2 separate regions of the Mus musculus genome follow, and region 1 is linked to region 2. The links are chromatin contacts, called in public HiChIP or PLAC-seq maps. All regions are on one chromosome and are shown on one strand. The core of a region is the stretch at or near the end of the contact, and the rest is flanking DNA. Distances in the headings are between cores, read along the strand shown.

What was found. HiChIP or PLAC-seq counts read pairs in DNA pulled down with a chosen protein or histone mark.
Region 1: a contact with region 2 is called in an H3K27ac HiChIP or PLAC-seq map of embryonic stem cells, with 4 times the contacts expected there. The contact joins two enhancer-like sites. A contact is called at or near these places in 1 of 39 promoter capture datasets (embryonic stem cells), 1 of 115 datasets of contacts at active chromatin or transcription factors (embryonic stem cells) and 1 of 9 other capture datasets (embryonic stem cells).

The regions. Positions count from the first base shown.
Region 1 is chr8:24,560,313-24,564,850 of GRCm38.p6, forward strand. The region is part of intron 1 of Ido2 (indoleamine 2,3-dioxygenase 2); the gene reads right to left. Among named protein-coding and RNA genes, the nearest start is that of Ido2, 14 kb to the right of the region's middle. Within about 2 kb of position 1,864, at least 14 of the 459 cell types and tissues checked have an H3K27ac peak or open chromatin away from gene starts, as enhancers often do. A contact at or near this core is called in embryonic stem cells, where this site is marked.
Region 2 is chr8:23,358,693-23,363,246 of GRCm38.p6, forward strand. No RefSeq gene overlaps it. Among named protein-coding and RNA genes, the nearest start is that of Gm30370, 43 kb to the right of the region's middle. Within about 2 kb of position 2,344, at least 40 of the 459 cell types and tissues checked have an H3K27ac peak or open chromatin away from gene starts, as enhancers often do. A contact at or near this core is called in embryonic stem cells, where this site is marked.

The DNA.
Region 1 (4,538 bases), core at 614-3,113, 1.2 Mb after region 2:
TACTCATGAAAGAATTTATCAAGTCCTAGGAAATAGGGGGTTTGTGGTATTGCATTATTCATGAGAAGGTCTGCTAGAGCAGAACTCCCTGGTGCTAGCTTTCACAAGGTTCAAAGGAGTAGCACAAATTGTGAGTAGGGTGTGAAATCCTTACCTGTCCTTAGCTGACCCTAAGCAGAGCTGTTTTATCTTTACTGTAACTATTACCTGGTTCCTGAAAGTCCTTTTGAAGTCATTACTTTGTTTTGTGTCAGGTAACTTCAATGTACTTTGCCTGCTGTGACATCCTATCCCTTTATTTTCTGTACTATATAAGACTGGTGTTCACTTTGTAAAAATACACTCAGATTCTACACACTCGCCGCCGTTTCTGTTTGTCACTCGCCGACTCTACGGCGCCCATCTGTCCTCTGATTCGCACGGATTGAGGAGGGCCCACTGAGCCCAGTCCAAGGCAAGAGTTAAAAGAAGGCCATCCCTTAGAGACAAAGCAACACAAAGAGGTTCATGCCAGTTTCTCTACACCTTTGCTATTGAAACTGAGAACAGGATCTTGGAAGCTAAGTCCAAATGGTCCTGTGCTGGGGAAGTGTGGGGCGATGTGATGGACTTTTTAGGAGAGACATCAATGAAAGGGAACCTGCTTTTACAGAGGTCTTCTAGGGATAAGAGCAGTATGGAGTTCATGGTCTGCTGCTGGAAGAGGAACACTGGGAAGAAGAGGGGGGCGGGGGACACAGAGGCAGCAAGGCATGAGGAAGAAGAGGAGCGGAGAAGGAGATGCATCCTGGCAGATGCAGAAGTGAGGGGCTTAGCTTCCCATGGATCCAGTTTCTCAGCTCACTGGGGGTAAAGATCAGGCTGTGAGACTACAGAGAGGAATAAGCGTTATGCTAAGAACCGGGAAGAGGAGAGGAGAGCTGACCCTGAGCAAATGTGACAACACAGAGGGACAGTAATAAGCCAGGACACTTGAAAGTCCAGCTCTGGAGAGGCAGAGATCAACAGGAGACCCACGTGTCACTTCTTGTTGCTGTTGGGGTGGCGGGGGTGGGGGTGGAAGTTGGGTTTAGGGGGTGGGGGTCGGGGTCATGAACATCTAGATCTCCTGTGATTCTGGGCTAAAACTCCTGGTTGACTTGCATCCCTAGTATTTCCAACATCTTGCCATACGCTGTGGAGGTTTTGAACTTCATTTAATCTTCCCTTTTCTTTCTTTGACTCTAAAGTAACTCAGGACGAACTGGAAGCCTCGAGTTGAAAGACCCACAATGTGAGGGCTCCCCCACGTTCTGACTCAGGAGAGGCGACACCCCAAAATCACCCACAAGAAACGGGTCTTGCTGCAAATTGCAAGAGGATTTTTATTCAAAAGCGCTCTCGGGCCCATGGTCATACACCACGCAGGGGTAGAGGACCGTGGCACCCCGAGTAGCTGGGTAAGGGGGTATTTAAAGGAAGAAACCGAAACTCAAGGAAGTGGGGAGGGCATTGTTGGAAGATACCAAAGATACCAGTTAAGAGTCACAAGGAAGTGTAAAGTTACAAGAGTCACAAGGAATACCTGGTAAGTGTTAACTCTCAAGACAGCTTCTAAGAGCCTCTAACAATAGCACATTTGCATTGCAGGTTCTGGTAATCCTCAGGGTGACTTTCTTTGAATGAGCACTCTTTGAACCCAGGAAGCGGGTGGGTAGAGGAATGTCGCTATCTCTTTTATGATTAGCATACCTTTACAAAGGCCACATTCTCAAGCCTGGGCCTAAAGGCCTAGAATTCTGTTTTTACGTTGTTATACTTTCAGAGTCAAACTGCATGGGGAGCAGCGGCTGTAGTTCTGGACGGGTGGAGGCGTTCTGGGCAAGACCGTCATCTGGTTCAGCCTTTGGTCTCCTGTCCTGCACTCACTCCACCCGCACCCCTCCCAGCCCACCCAGCCTTTGTCCTGGAGAGAAATGGTTGATGGTGTCATTTTCTCCAGGAAACAGCTGCAGGTACACAGCTGAAGAGAGCAGAATTGAAGCTGATACGCATTTGGTTGGCATCAAGAGAAAGACTAAGAATAAAAGCAAAGGCTGCCCTATTGCCCAGGAGTACAGCACTTGCCTAGGACTGTGAATCTTGACTCCTTCCTCAGGAGAAAGGATCTCGTATACATATGCATATGTATATATATGAGAGAGATATGAGAGAGAGAGAGATGGATGATGGATAGAAAGATGGTTGATAAATGATAGAGATAGATAGATAGATAGATAGATAGATGCACAGAGATAGATTTACAGACTGGAAGATAGACATAGCTAGATAGCTAGGTAGGTAGATAGATGATAGGTAGACAGATAAATAGATAATGAAAGATAGATAGATAGATAGATAGATAGATAGATAGATAGATAGATAGATAGATAGATAGATAGATGCACAGAGATAGATTTACGGACTGGAAGATAGACATAGCTAGATAGCTAGGTAGGTAGATAGATGATAGGTAGGCAGATAAATAGATAATGAATGAAAGAAAGAAAGAAAGAAAGAAAGAAAGAAAGAAAGAAAGAAAGAAAGAAAGAAAGATAGATTCATGTTGATGTATCTGTGAACTGCCAACTTACTTAATCTCGCTGGTGTGATCTGGGCATTTTAGAATATATTTGAACATAGTGACTCAAATGCTGGGCTAGAATATCTCGTGTTTACTTTGAAATAGAAAAATCACGCACTTAAAGTCTGTAGAACTCAGATGCCCCCTTGATTGGCTGGGACCCAGAAAAGAAGCTGTCACTAACCATCACCAGAGGAGCCTTTTCCTTCTTTGGTACCTAAATAAGGAATCCCATCATAATTAAATGAAACCTAGCTGGGCTCTGCCTTCCTAGCTTACGTGAGAAACCTTAAACAGTTCATTTCTGAGAACCAAGACTCTAGGCTGCAGTCTATTCTTTCCCCTTAGATCCCAGAGGAAGGCTGCAGCTCTTTGTTTCCAATGTCTCATGCATGGACTGCTGTAAGCTCAACAGACAAACGCAACCACAAAGCATCCGAGTGCACTCAGCGTCCACAGTACTTTTATCCCTTGGGAACGATTCAACCCACAGGCTCCTGGTCCTCACCCCAGACATACGGAAGCTGACCTTCTGGTGGAGCTCTGTAGCCAGTTATCCATCCGCTAAGTGATTGACACAGCCTGAGTCTGACAACCACAGACAGGGACCAAGGCTTGCCAGTAATCCAGAAGAGAGGAGAGCAGTTTGAAAGGTGTTTTACAACCCATTTGAGTAGGAGGTGACACCTCTACCACGGGTATTGCTAGGCTTCTGGGTCTCTTTGAGTCTTACCCAGAAGATTGCTAAACACTCCTCTTAGGCAGCACTACAACTCATGTAAAAACCATTTGACTTTCCAGCCTTTCCTCTATAGCACGGGGTCTCACCCTTCCTAATACCGTGTGCAACTCTTTAATACAGTTCCTCATGTTGTGGTGACCCCCCCCCCCCCGCAACCATAAAGTTATTTTGTTGCTACTTCATAACTGTAAAGTTGTTACAAGTTACAAATAATAGTGTAAATATTGGCTATGCAAAATCTCTGATATGCAAGCTCCAAAGGGGGTCTCAAACCACAGGTTGAGAGTCTCTGCTCTAGAGACTGAAGAAAGTACAGAATTATATTGGTTACTCCTAACTGTCAGATTTAAATTTATCATACTAGAGACAGTAGCACCAGGCAAGTTTCTGGTTAGACAGCATGCATCTTCTTTGATGTCAGTTCGTACATGTACCTACCACATTTACCATTTAATTAATTAGTGAGGTTCCCCCATCCCTGGGGGATGTGACTTAGCCATTGCTCTCTACCGTCTGGTTATCTAGGGAATTTGTCTGATACATTCAGACGGGTTGTTTTATATTTCCGTGTAGCACCAGGAAGCCCAGAATCAGCTCTGAGGGTTCTGCAGAGAGGAGGATAGAGACTTGTGGGACCTCTGGGATTCAGTATTTTCTGAAGTTCAGCGGAGCTCTGGAAGTTTGTCAGAGTTCTACAACTGTTCTATGGTGGGCCTGCAAGTACCTGTAAGATGACATGGAAATGTGGTCTGCTTAGCCCCGAACTCAAACCTAACATTTATATGATGGTAGGCATGATGGGAAATGTTAGCTCATTGCTTAACATGTGCAACAATAGCAACCAAAATACTACTACTAATACTAATAATAATAATTCCAAAGACACATAATTTTTTTAAAGAGGAATGTTTCAGTGTAGAGGGCAGGAGAGAGAAGTCTTCCTAGTTAGCCTAGAGAATGTCTTCCTGGCTTTAATCTGATTTCCTTTTATAACAAGATAGTATAGGCCAGAGGTTGCTCTTCAGGTAGGTTGGCCAGAATTATTTGGGTCTCAGATAAGTGCCGGAGTGACTGCTAAACACCTCTACCTTCACAATATAACACCTACATTGCATGCTCCATGCCAACCAACCTCAGTAACATCACAGTCATTCGTTTCTGACAAGAAAGATCCATAAAAGATGGGAAAGGTAG
Region 2 (4,554 bases), core at 1,094-3,593:
CCTGCACCTTCCTGTCCATTAGGTGACACTTCCCTAATTTCTCACTGGGAGATTCTAGAGTATATAGAAGATGGATGGTTAATGGATGTAGAGACTCCATCTGTGCGGCTATGGAGAAGTCACCATCTACATTGTTGTAGCTTTGGGATAACCCATGAACCCAAAGCACGACAAACTCACAAGTTTCCCAAGTGTACCTTTATCTCTCCACCATCCTTGGTCCACCAGCCATAAGACAAGAGATGAAAACTGGAGGGATACAAACAAGAAAAGAAAAGAAAACCCAACAATTTCTGTCTGCAGACAACATGATATTACACACAAGAGGTTCCAGAATCCCACCAGAAAAATTCTAGATACTATCAACAGTTTTATCAAAGTGTCAGGACACAGGATCAACGTAGAAAAAGCCATAGATTTTCTACACACCGACAACAAACATCATGGGAAAAATAATGGACACGCTTGCATTCACAGACAGCATCAAAGAAAGTAAAAATATCTAGGAATAAACCTAACCAAGGATGTGAAAGACATCTATGGTGGAAACTTCAAAACTCTGAATTAAGAGATTCAGGAAGAATGGCAAGATATACAATGCAAATGGACTGACAATATTATGGAAGTGACTACTCTACCAGACGCTCTTTTCAGATTCAATGCAATTCTAATTAAAACTCCCAACTCATTCTTCATAGAAATGAGGGGAAAACTACCCCAAAACTCATCTGGAAGCACAAAAGGCCCTGATAGCCAAAAGCAAAAATAACAGAGCAAAGGGGAATTATCATTCCATATTTTAAGCTATGTTAAAAAAAAAAAAAAAAAAAAACCTCAAACTACAACAATAACCACAACCAATGATACTGACATAAAAACAGACATGACAGCAATCTATGGGACAAAGCAAAGACCCACACATGAGTACATATAACTACAGCCATTTCATTTTTAAAAAAGAAAGATGGATACCCATAAGCAGAAGAATGAAATTAGACTCCTATCTGTCACCGTGCATAAAAAAAAACGAACTCGAAAACTCCAAGTGAGTCAAAGACCTAAATCCGAAACCTGAAAACACCGAAACTTCTAGAAGAAAACATAGTGTCTTAGTTAGGGTTTTATTGCTGTGAAGAGACACCATGACCACAGCAACTCTTACAAAGGAAAGCATTTAATTGGGTCTTGCTTACAGTTTCAGAGGTTTAGTTCGTTAGTATGGTGGGGAACATGGTCACGTAAAGGCAGTCATGGTACTGGAAACGTAGCTGAGAACTCTATCTGGAGCTACAGGCAGCAAGGGGTGCGGGGGAGGTTGCCTTACTGAGAAGGAGGAACTGGCCCAGGTTAACCCAGGTTGCCCCCAGTTTCTGGGGCTATCCTTAAGCTAACCTGTTGCATATGACTCAATTCTGTTTCCCTTCTTTGTAGCGACAGTTACTTTTATATCTTTATTTAAGACAGGAACCGATACAGTTCTCAGATAACTACTCTGTATCCCACCAAGCACCAGAGCAAGGAAGCAAGCAAACCTTTAGCTAGAGATAAGAAACGTGTGCTATGAGGTGTTTTTCTTGTGCTAACGATTGTGAATGGCCGGTCACAGCCCCATACCGAAGCCTGTCTAGAAAGGAAGGAAGGTTTGGCACAGCCTGCTACCTTGCTCTCTGAGAAGCGACTCCTCCGGACTGTGACCAGGGCCCATCAGTGGGCTTTTGTTGCTGTTTCTCAGGGCTCAGCCTATTGAAGGAGCATGGGACACCGGCCATCCTGTGTGTTCCCCAAGACAAGACCCTCAGGGAGCGCTGGAGTGTTGCGGAGGGCTCCTAACACGTTCATTTCATAAATTTAACTACTTATCTTGACAGTTGAACCTTGCTCAGGTGAATTACTGAAGTCTCTATAAAAATCTTACCTATTTCCTTCCCATAGGTTGTGAATTCAGAAGTTTGAGTTATAGTGATTTTTTTTCTCTAAAAATAAAAACAATGTTTAAAAAACCACTTTTATCCGTAAAGAGTTGTTTTTTTTTTTTTTTTTTTTTTTTTTTTTTTTTTTTTTTGTAACCAATAATAGTTTTCAGGCTCTCCCTGATTAGCTGATGAGACCTCGGCCCAATTAACTAAGGCAAGCTACTGAGTGCGTGATTGCCTTTCAGAATCGCGGAGGCGCTTTAAAGCGAAGTGTTCAATGGCACAGTTCAGCCTGACCCACAGATCCTTACAGCAACCGTTATTTTTGGCTGGGGCATGTGCTGTGCTATCTCCCAGGCCGGGATGGCAGGCTATTCAGGCCCCCTTTCCTATTTGCATGTCTATCAGGGGTCTTTCACAGCCCAGGGCCCCAACTAGGGCTCTGGCAAAGGCTGCTTTGTTCTTCAGAACCGCCCCAATCAGGCTCAGCCCTCTCTGCCAGGGAGGTTCTAAAATACCTGTTAGTTTCCTCGGAATCCTGAGTTTTGCTTTCACTGCAAGCAGGCCTGAGGCTCCATGGCCCAGGCTGTTGCTGAGAAATGCTTTTGATGGAGTCCCTAGCGGTCCAGCAGCAGGCATCAGGAGTGGCCTTTCCTCTCTAAGACTGCAGGAGATTGGATCCCCACAGGACACGACATGGATTTGCTTCTTTCTCTTTTCAGAAGTTAAAAGGTTTTCTGAGGTTAAGAGCAAGTAGTATTTATATATTTAGAAATACATACATATGAAAAGGAGACAACGATGTAATTGTATTTTATTTAAAAAAAAAAAAAGGAAATCTCAGAAGAGATTTGGCCACAGCTTGCCCCCCTTTGTTGTTAATAAGTTAAAAATTAAAGACATATTTGGACAGTAACAACAACAAAAAGAGAGAAATTACATAGACAATATTTTAAAAGCCAACGTTACAGATTTGACCATTACGAAAAATCTTCATGTCCAGAGTAATTAGTTAAACTCTACTTCAATAGCTCAGTGGGAGAGCCTTTGCCCAGCGAGCACAAGGCCCTGGATTTGAACTCCTGCAGTGCAGCAAAGCAAACAAACAGCTCCCAGGAAAACCTCAGACAAAACAAAGACAAAAACAACCAACAACTAAAAGCTAGCATCTACTTCAAATGTTTCCTCCACAATCTGACAGCCCAAGTCCACCAGCCAAGGGGTTGGGCAACGATGTATCTGATCCCCAAGTTTGCTCTGTGTGTGTGGTGCCTTTTAAGGCAAAGCCCAGGCTGTGGTAGCCTCAATAGGCTAGCCTTGGCCACACCGAACCCACTATTTCAGCTAAAGAGAGAGGAGAGAAGTCACATGGAAAATGGAAGAGAGTGACCCTGGTGCTCCAGCCCACCCTGAAGGTCCTGACATGAGGGTTAGGTTTAAATCGTGTGGTCCTGACAGGGGCTGGTGGGCTGTTGAGTTGTCATCTGTCAATCTCTAAGGGCTAAGCATCCTCATCTGGACGGGAGTGGGGGTGGGGGGTGGGGGTGGGTGGGGAGGAGGTGGGGGGGTGGGGGTGGAGGGCTGAGGGTAGGATAGGTGTTCTTCCTGGTTTTGGGGGATGTGAGGGTGGGTTGGTTGGGGTTGGGGGGTGGAGTAAGGGTGGGATGGGCGCTCATCCTGGAATTCAAGGTGACTGGAGAAGAAAAAGATAAAAACACCTCTGTGCCTTCAGCCAAAGTCCCGGGCAAAATGACAACAGAGATACCAGGTCATTCGTTTTTTATTTATACTGAGGCCCAAGAAATAGATGGACCCTTTTAGCAAAAGCAGCCTCTAAGTACTTGTGTAGAATACACTAATTTTCCCCATATGTTTAAATATGCCCACGTTTATAATTACTTCTTTGTAGTAAAGACTATATTTCACGTGTTTGATTCTTTTTGATCTGAACTTGGAGTCCGTATTGAAAATCTATTCTATTTTCCCTTTCCAGGGCAATTCATGCATCTCCCCTGAACCCTTCTTCTTACTTAGTGCCTCTGGGTCTGTGGATTGTAGGATGGCTAGCCTTTATTTTACAGCTAATATCCACTTATATGTGAGTACGCACCATGCTTGTCATTATGGGTCTGGGTTACCTCACTCAGGATGAATTTTTTTTTTCTAGTTCCATCAATTTGCCTGCAAGTTTCATGGTATATATTTTTAACAGCTGAGTAATACTCCATTGTGTAAATTTATCACATTTTCGTTATCCACTCTTTGGTTTAGGGATGTCTAGGTTTCTAGGTTCTGGCTAATATAAATAAAGCTTCAATGAACATAGCTGAGCATGTGTCCTTGTGGTAGAATATGGTATCCTTTGGGTATATGCCCAAGAGTAGGATACCTGGGTCTTGAGGTAGATTGATTCCAATTATCTGAGGAACTGCCAAATTGATTTCAGTAGTGGCTGTACAAGTTTGCATTCTCACCAGCAATGGAGGAGTGTCCCCTTGCTCCACATCTTCACCGGTGTGAAATGTCACTTGTGGTTTTTTTTGTTGTTGTTTTTTTTTTTTTTTTTTTTTTTTTGGTTTTTCGAGACAGGGTTTCTCTGTATAGCCCTGGCTGTCCTGGAACTCACTTTGTAGACCAGGCT